Regions from separate parts of the Mus musculus genome. Here region 2 is linked to region 1. The links are chromatin contacts, called in public promoter capture Hi-C maps. All regions are on one chromosome and are shown on one strand. The core of a region is the stretch at or near the end of the contact, and the rest is flanking DNA. Distances in the headings are between cores, read along the strand shown.

Region 1 (4,383 bases), core at 1,345-3,844:
TGGGAGACTTCCTGGAGGAGGCAAGCCAATAACAAACGAAGAACTCTGGGGGGGGGGGGGGAGCAACACACATTACAGCTTTTTTGGTTTGGTTTGGTTGGTTTTTGAGACATGGTTTCTCTGTGGAGTCTTAGCTGTTCTAGAGCCAGGCCTCAAACTCACAGAAATTTGCCTGCTTCTGCCTCCCGGGTGCTGGGATTAAAGAGCACGTGCCACCACCGCCCGGCCCAGCTTTTTTTATCTTTACGATTCAGAAGATCTGGCCTAGTGGTGGTATAGCTACTCAAGAGGCTGAGGCCGGAGGAAAAAAAAAAGTGTAAGGCTAGCTTGGGCCACAGAGTAATTCCAGGCTAGCCTGGACAATGTAGTGAGACCCTGTCTCGAAATAAACATATACGCATGGGTATTGGAGGATGTAGCTCAGTAGAGCCCCGCATGCATGAGGCCCTGGGTTTGATTGCCAGTACTGCTAAAAAGCAGGAGGTGGTGGCGCCTCCAAATGATGATGGAAGTACCACTATTGTCACCATGTCCAAAGCAAAATCCCCTAGATAGGGCCCAGGCTACAGGGGACTGTGGCTCTGCTCACTTCCTCTGAGGAGAAGTCATGAGCAGAATCTCAAAGGGAAGGTGTCTCCCACCTCCCAGAACTGTGGCAGAAAAAGGGGAAGGAAGCTGTCTGTGCTAGTGGTGGGACCACCATCCTAGAACCCAGGGTATCAAGGACCATGAGGCTGGCATTTCCAGACAGACTTCTCCCAGGACTTCTATGACTAAGAGTTGCCAGGATAGCAGCTCTGGCACTACCAAAAGAGCTGCAGGCTGGACCGAAACAGCCCAGCTTTCTGAAATTGACTTCAGTGCACTGCACCCACGATGCCTTCTGCTCCTTACCCAGTGCTCCCGTTGTCTTTAGATAACCAGGATGGGTCACCCAGACAGAGGCTGTCACTTCCCCAGCCCCACTGAGAAGTGTTTTGGGCCTCACAGCTGCCTTGTGGTCTTGAACATGTCTCTCAATGTATCCTTTCCAGCTGAACTCACTGGGCTCAGAGGTACCAGGGACCATCGGGTGCTGCGCTCTGGGTTCTGATAGTCACAGCAGACCACACACAATCATTGAATCCTCCCAACATCCCCATAAACACTGCTGTCATCACCGTGTCACCAAAAAGCAAAGCGAAACGGAATCACACGACAGAGGATGCCTGATTTCCCTAGGTTACACAGCTGGTATACAGGGAGGAGGTGGGATTTGAACTTAGGTAGTAGAGATCCAGTAACTTCTAGTCTTATGTACAGGAAGTTGTCACTGTGTGTTCCTGAAGCCCAGGTACACTGAGATCCTAAGCCCAAGCCTTATAGGTAGTGCTCATGGCCCCCTGGGGTAGGAACTGAGAGATGCTGAAGCCCCCTTCTACCCACCCCCTCCACTCCACTCTGAGAAGCTGCAACAACCCAGAAGAACTCTACGGGAGCTGGACATGGTGGATCTCATCTATAATTCCAGTGCTTGGGAGACTGAAGCAGGAGGATCACTGTAAGTTCAAACTTAGCCTGGGCTATACCGTGAGACTTTGTATTAAAAGAAAAAAAAATCTATGTAAAAGACTCTATGAAGAGAGAACCCACCCCCACTCTATACATCCCCAACATAGGAGGAGATATTACTTCGCAGTAGACCCACTTGGGCAGGGAGACTGAAGTTGGGGATGGACCAGATGATATTGGAAGGTTCCTCAACCCTGAGGCCTCTTGGCAGATGCCAGGGGGCAAAGGACAGGCCAAGAAAGACTTACCGAATTTTTCCTTCCTGTGGCAGCTCATGAGGGGGGTCCTCACACACCAGTCTGGACTCCCCATCTAGCAGGTAGGTGTAGACAGTCTCCTAGAATCAAAGGTACATGTGAGACCCTGTAGAGAGACTGTCCAGCCCTAGTCTGCTCATGGCGAGGCCATGGGGGCCTGGGATACAGAGCTTGGTGGTTTGGGAAGGGGTTCTGGGCAGGCAGAGATCCAGGAATCTGTTACTCTCCTTACCGACCACCTCAATCCAAGGTGTGAGCCAATCGCACCCAAGCCTTGAACTCCAGCTCAGGCATTTGGCAAACCATACTTGGTATGGCATGCAGGCGACACTGGCTTAGGATGCACCCTCCTTCCAATACCCCGGTGATCCAAGCCAAGAAACTATAGCCAGGGCTGTCTGCCTGTATTCTGTGGGGCTCTGGAGGGCTTCCCAGAAGAAGTAGTCTTTTAGCTATGACTGGCCGCACTTGGTGTGTGGGTGAGGCTCAGAACTGACCAGTGGAGGTAGGCCAAGTGGCACAGAGAGCAAGGAGCATTTCCGAACTGACAGTGGGGTGAGGGGGTACAGGACTGTGGGTGAGGCTGGAGGGCCTTAGAAACAGCTGGGAGCAGACGCAGGGTAAGTTCACATTTTACATCAACCATTGCCCACGGTGAGTCGGAAGCACTGGCTGGAAGCTTGTCAGATTTTTGCTTCAGCAATCTTCCCTCCCTAGATCAGTCTCAATTGCAAGCCTTGTCCTGGCAGACGCTGCTGTCTCACAAAGATCTACTTCCCAACATGGGGACTCTTAGAGGTCTTGGCCAATCCCCATGACTGTTGGATGGCCACACTCTCCTCTCCCAGGAGGCTTGGGAACCCTCTCTGCTGAGGGTGGCAGGGAGGGCTTCAGGGGGAGCTGCTGAAGGCTCTTTCCCAGGAAGTGTGGGATCCTCAGCAGACCGAGAAGCCACAACCCTGCCAACTGCTTTAGTGGCCTTTGGATATTACACAGGGGATTTCCTGCCATGACCTCCCGTGACACTGAACTGGGTTCAGTTGTCCTGACGTGAGATAGGGACTACAGACCAAGGAAGATAGAAACAGCCTCTGGGAGGGCCCAGAGCCCCTTTGGCCCCCGTGAAAGGGGGCTAAGCTTGAATTGGGTTTTGTTTCAGGTTTTTTTATTTTCGTTTTTTGAGACAAGCTTTCTCATGTTGCTCAGGTTGGCCTCGGACTCACTGTGTGGCTAAAACTGGCTGAGGATTTGTGACAGTCTGCTTTGGGATCATAATCTAGAGCCACTATGCCCAGCCTCTGAGCCAAAATCTAGGAACAAAGCCACTTCGAGAGAGCTACCCCCTCCTCGTTTACCGATCAGGAGCTCTGGGGGGTTTGGGTTTTGGCTTTTTTGGGTTTTTTTTTTTCTTTGTTTTGGTTCGAGTTGGGTTTTTTTGGTTCAGACAGGTTCAGAGCCTAGCAGGGCACTCAGTGTCTAAGAGTCTGTCCTCCCCACACAGAAAGGTGGGCAGTCTTAGGGTGGCGGGGGCAGGAGCCACCCTTCACTTCCGCATGTCCGCGCCTTCCACCCTCACACTCAGCCATCCTGGTTAAATTTAGCCGAGTTTACTGGGTAGGAGGGTTGCTTTTCGTTTCGTACACATCAGCACCATCTGCACTGGGGCTGCCTGCCACAATGGGTGCTGATGAGGAAGCCAGGTGCTGCAGCCCTCCTCCTCCTCCAAGCCCCACCTCCCAGGGCCCAGTCCTCCCCACAGTCAAGAGGAGGCTCCCCAAGACCTGGGCTCCCCAGCCCATCAATGGTCTCTTGAGTAGCGTCTCACTGCCTCTTGGACCTCAGCTGTCATCTCAGCCCTGGGCTTCAGGCTGTAGTTAGCTGGGCACCAAGCCAGTCACTCACCCCCTCCCTTCAACACACAAAACACACACACACACACACACACACACACACACACACACACACACACGCCTCAAGACTTGCAGTTGCAGGGCAGGTCCACAGTCTCTGACCTGCCAGCTTCCCTCACCCTCACCATCCAGATGTTCCTCCACCCCAGGGCAGATGTTGTCTCAGTCATAACCCTCTCCCAAAGGATTTATTTTTGGGCGCCAACACACCACCCACTTCCTACCAATTTCACGCTCAATAAAGCTCAGTCATTAGCCCTCCTCCTGGGCGCTGAACTTCTAGGAGGTTTGGGGAAGTCAGGGCTGAGGACAGGGAATAGGGGTGCATACATGCCAAGCCCCATTTGTCCCTGTCATGCTGTGTGTCCTTGGTGAAATACCCTCCCTCTCTGGGCCTCTGGAGGGTCATCCATCACTCGGAGCCAGGGACAATAGGCTCTAGTGGGGTGGGAAGACTGCATCCTGAGTTGGTCATGCTTCCTGAAGCCAAAGCTGCCTCGGCTGGTGTGTGGAGCAGGGAGAGGATGTTCAAGGGGACTTAGTTTAGACATTTCCTCCTCCAGGAAGTCTTCCATGCTTCTTATATTGATACAAAACCTGTTTTTCAAAGTTCCCTGCATCCCTCCGTCTGGCACAGCTGTGGCTCTGCTGCTCTGACTCCTACG
Region 2 (4,383 bases), core at 1,230-3,729, 140 kb before region 1:
GCTGGAAACGTCTGAGCGGTCCATATTCTGAACCCATGTTCTGAAACTTTTATTCTCTTCCCAGCCTGACCATGCTGCATAGACAGTTCTCCCACCTTGCTTCTGGGTCCTCCCCATGGACCCTTTCCTGAACAGTCCTTGCCTATTTTCTTTAATGAAGAACAAATATAAAAGAAAAGAGAGATCTCGCTGCTTCCTAAATTTGTTACACAAGTATCAGAGAGCACAAGAAGTAGAATTTCTTTTTGGTTCATAGTGCCATGTTTTGTTTTTCTTGCATAGAAGGCTGTAGTTCTCATTATATATATCTATGATATGTATACCATATATATATAAATCATATAAAAATATATGATTTGTTTTTTTGATATATTGAGATTTGTTTTTTTATGTGTACAAGTGTTTAGCATGTGTATGTGTTTACAATGTACCTGCCTGGTGAGGGGTCAAAAGAAGGCATTAGATTCCTTAGAATTGCAGTTACAGATGGTTGTGAACCACCATGTGGGTGTTGGGAACTGTGATGGTTTGTATATCCTTGGACCAGGGAGTGGCACCATCTGAAGGTGTGGCCTTGTTGGAATAGGTGTGACCTGGTTGGAATGGGTGTGTCACTGTGGGTGTGGGTATAAGATCCTCACCCTAGTTGCCTGGAAGTCAATCTTCCACTAGCAGCCTTTGGATGAAGACATAGAACTCTCAGCTCCTCCTGTGCCATGCCTGCCTGGATACTGCCATGCTCCCACCTTGATGATAATGGACTGAACCTCTGAACCTGTAAGCCAGCCCCAATTAAATGTTGTTTTTTATAAAACTTGCCTTGTTCATGGTGTCTGTTCACAGCAGTAAAACCCTAACTAAGACAGGAACCAAACCTAAGTCCTCTGCTCTTAACTGCCGAGTCATCTCTCCTGCCCCACATAGATTTACTTTTGCTGGTGAACCTAATATCTTGGACTTGAGGCTAGAGAGATGACTCAGCAGTCTGGGCTGGTGAGATGGCTCAGTGGGTTAGAGCACCCGACTGCTCTTCCGAAGGTCCAGAGTTAAAATCCCAGCAACCACATGGTGGCTCACAACCATCCGTAACAAGATCTGACCCCCTCTTCTGGAGTGTCTGAAGACAGCTTCAATGTACTTACATATAATAAATAAATAAATAAATCTTTAAAAAAAAAAAAAAAAAAAAAAAAGCAGAGGACCTAGGTTTGGTACCCAACACCCACATGGTGGCTCATGTGGTTCCCATGGAACACAGCTCCAGGGAATCCAACACTTTTTCTGACCTCTGCAGGAACTGTACACACATGGTGCACATACATACACATAAGCAAACACTCATACACACACCATAAAGATAAGTAAATCTTGAAAACAAGATCTTAGACATACATGCTAAGCAACCGCCCTGCCACCACTGCTGCTCCCCAGTCTCAGGATCTCCTAATTAAGCCTGTGAGCTCATGATTTATTTGGGGACTTTCTGATTAACACATGTTCTGTGCATGTCTTCAGTGTGATAATGACTTTATACACTTTCAGTGATAACACTGAAGACATGCGCTGTAGCCCAGAAATATAAATGAAAGAAATGGTCTACAAGATGCTCTCCCATGTCTTGGAGAGTTCTGTAGGCTGTGTTAATTCCTAGCTAAGACATTCCTCCCACTTACATGAGATGGATGGAGAGAGAACTGGCAGCTCCCACTGACAGCACTTCCATGGCTTTTTATGATGCCCAGAATGCCCAGGGAGGTCCTAACAACCATCCTAGAGCTTGACCTTGGTCAAGTTTGAGACTAGATAATCTTTTTTAAAAAAATATTTGTTTTATGTATATGAATACACTTTAGCTGTCTTCAGATACACCAGAAGAGGGCATCAGATCTCATTATTACAGATGGTTGTGAGCCACCATGTATGTGGTTGCTGGGAATTGAACTCAGGACCTCTGGAAAAGCAGTCAGTATTCTTAACCTCTGAGCCAACTATCCAGCCCTAGATAATCTTTTATGAGGGATGTCTTGTGGGTTTTACAATACTTTACGGCATGCCTGGTCTGCAGACTATAGACACCATGCACCATGCCCCCTCAAGTTATGATAGCCAAAAAGTGTCTTTAGATATTCCCAAATGTCCTCTTATGGGCAAAATCACCCCTGGTTGGAAACCACTGTCTTTGGCAAACCTTTTCCTACTGGGATATGTAATTTATCACTAAGTTTTGTTGAATCCACCTTCCAGAATTAACTGTCAATTTCATTTCCTCTCTGATTCCAATGTCTCTGGTCTCCTAAGGAAATGTACAGGTAAGAGTATCCTTAAGGAATCAATGTAGCCGGGAAATTTTACCAGAAGCTGATGTGCAGTGGCAGATCTTAGCCACTGGGTGGCGTCTGTACATCACTAGCTCTGCAGAGCCAAACCGGATCTCCCCAGAAGCAGATAGACAAAACTCTGCCCAGACCAAAAAGATAAGATTGGGCCTCACCTATTTACAGAGTACTCTGTGCCAGGCATTGCAGAAGGTAAAACTAAGCAGATAACCTTTACTGAATATTTACTCTATGCCAGCCAGACCCTAAGTTCTATGTAATGTGCGTCATCACCTTGAATTCTAATAATAATCCTAAAATGTAAAATTAGTCATTCTTCTATGTTATAGACAAACAAATGAACAAAACCTAAGAAGTACAGCAGACTTGAGGGCTGGAATGTAGATCAGTGGTAAAATACTTGCCTACCATGCATAAGGCCCTGGGTTCAATCCCCCAGTACTGCAATAAACAAACAAATAATAAATAAATCAATACATATTAAAAATGACCTAATTATTGCAAAAATACTCAAGAAGGTCATGTAACTGTCGAATATCTAATGTATGCTAGATAACCTTGTAGATGTGAGATGCTATGTTTAACCCAGTTATTACAGAAAGGATCTCAGAATTATACCCCAAGCTTACACAGCTGGCCAAGTTCATGTATAAATGCAAGGGATATGTATCAGATTCCAGCACCATCTTCTTCATCATACTGGAACACAAAGAAAAAAACCTGAGTCCGTGTCTTCTCCCGGATCTCCCCGACAATCTGCTCTGTGTCGACAGGATCCTTGCATGTACCTGCTGTGTGGCAGAAATCACTTTGGTCGTCTGTCTGAAGGTGAACTGACACACCACACCTTGTTTTCATGGAGCCCACAGTTAAGGATATGGAAGGGAAGAGCTGACGAACAACCCATTCCAGAAGTCATGATGGATTTGTGCTGAGTGCTGGAAAGCGAGAGGAAGTGGGCAGAGAGCCTGGAAGTCTAGAAGGAAGAGAAGAGGAAGTGAGCAGGTGTGAGAAAGGAAGCCCATCGCTGAGATGACCACCACCAATGTTTTCACAGGGTATAGGCATGGGTTTTTGGTATTTATTCATTTATTTATTTACCAGCATGGAGTCTGAACCTGACTGCCTGGATTTGATCTCTATAACTACTGTATATTCGTGTGCCTTTGGTCAAGTTTACCATCTGTAAACTGGGAGCAAAATTACTCTATCCTTTCAGGCTATTGTGAGGATTAAATGAGTTAGCCAATCTAAAGGTTTAGAGCCGCTGTACACAGTGCTGCCTACACACAGTGTGATTATACTGCTGTATGCATTTATATTTGACTTTCTCCACTTTACAAGCAAACTTTTCTCCACATCACTAAAACCTGCTTTGTTAAATACGAACTGTGTGAGCATTTATGTCTGCTAATACATGGAGGGGAGATTAAATACCTCCCCAGAGGCCTTGTGGTCACCCCAGAGAGAGAAGGTGGGTGGACTTTATCAATGTCTCTTCTGTAGAGCTTTTTATTGCTGTTTTGAGAACACCACCACCACCACCAACAACAACAAAGAACAAAGCAACCTAAAAATAGGATAAAGAGCCCAGCAACAGATCCACATGTTATTTATGAGTGGGATTTATGACAGACTCCACTTCACTTTGTCAGGGCTATTTAAAAAATCGGGTCGATGAGATAACTGTGTTGGAAAAAGGAACCCTGACCCCACTTATACAGTCATTGAAAGTTAATTCAGAGCGGGCTACCGCCTTCAGTGTGGGGCTAGAATGAAGTAGCCGAGTTTCTTGGAGAATATAGATGGAGCAGATATACTAAGAAGAACATGGTGAGCTGAATTTCATCAACATGAAGAATTTCTGTACATCAAAAGACATCATTAACAGAGAAAAAGAGAGGCCACAGACAGGAGTATATATTTGTGGAACATGTACTGGCATGGTCATCCAGAAAGCTATATATCACATATATCAAGCTGTCAGTCAGCATTGCATTGCTGTAACACACACCCGAGGTAGTTAACTTACAAAGCAAAAAGGGGT

Evidence for each region. Promoter capture Hi-C pulls out the DNA fragments that hold promoters and counts their contacts.
Region 2: a contact with region 1 is called in a promoter capture Hi-C map of liver, with 2.4 times the contacts expected there. The contact joins two enhancer-like sites. A contact is called at or near these places in 11 of 39 promoter capture datasets (the 3T3-L1 cell line, 3T3-L1-derived adipocytes, the HPC-7 cell line and 6 more) and 2 of 484 Hi-C or Micro-C datasets (bone marrow-derived macrophages and urothelial organoids).

Annotation. Positions count from the first base shown.
Region 1 is chr7:101,482,047-101,486,429 of GRCm38.p6, reverse strand. Pde2a (phosphodiesterase 2A, cGMP-stimulated) reads right to left here. Exons shown (of 30, transcript NM_001143849.2): 3 at 1,800-1,888. Among named protein-coding and RNA genes, the nearest start is that of Mir139, 8.9 kb to the right of the region's middle. Within about 2 kb of position 2,594, at least 71 of the 459 cell types and tissues checked have an H3K27ac peak or open chromatin away from gene starts, as enhancers often do. A contact at or near this core is called in liver, where this site is marked.
Region 2 is chr7:101,618,622-101,623,004 of GRCm38.p6, reverse strand. No RefSeq gene overlaps it. Among named protein-coding and RNA genes, the nearest start is that of Art2b, 40 kb to the right of the region's middle. Within about 2 kb of position 2,479, at least 8 of the 459 cell types and tissues checked have an H3K27ac peak or open chromatin away from gene starts, as enhancers often do. A contact at or near this core is called in liver, where this site is marked.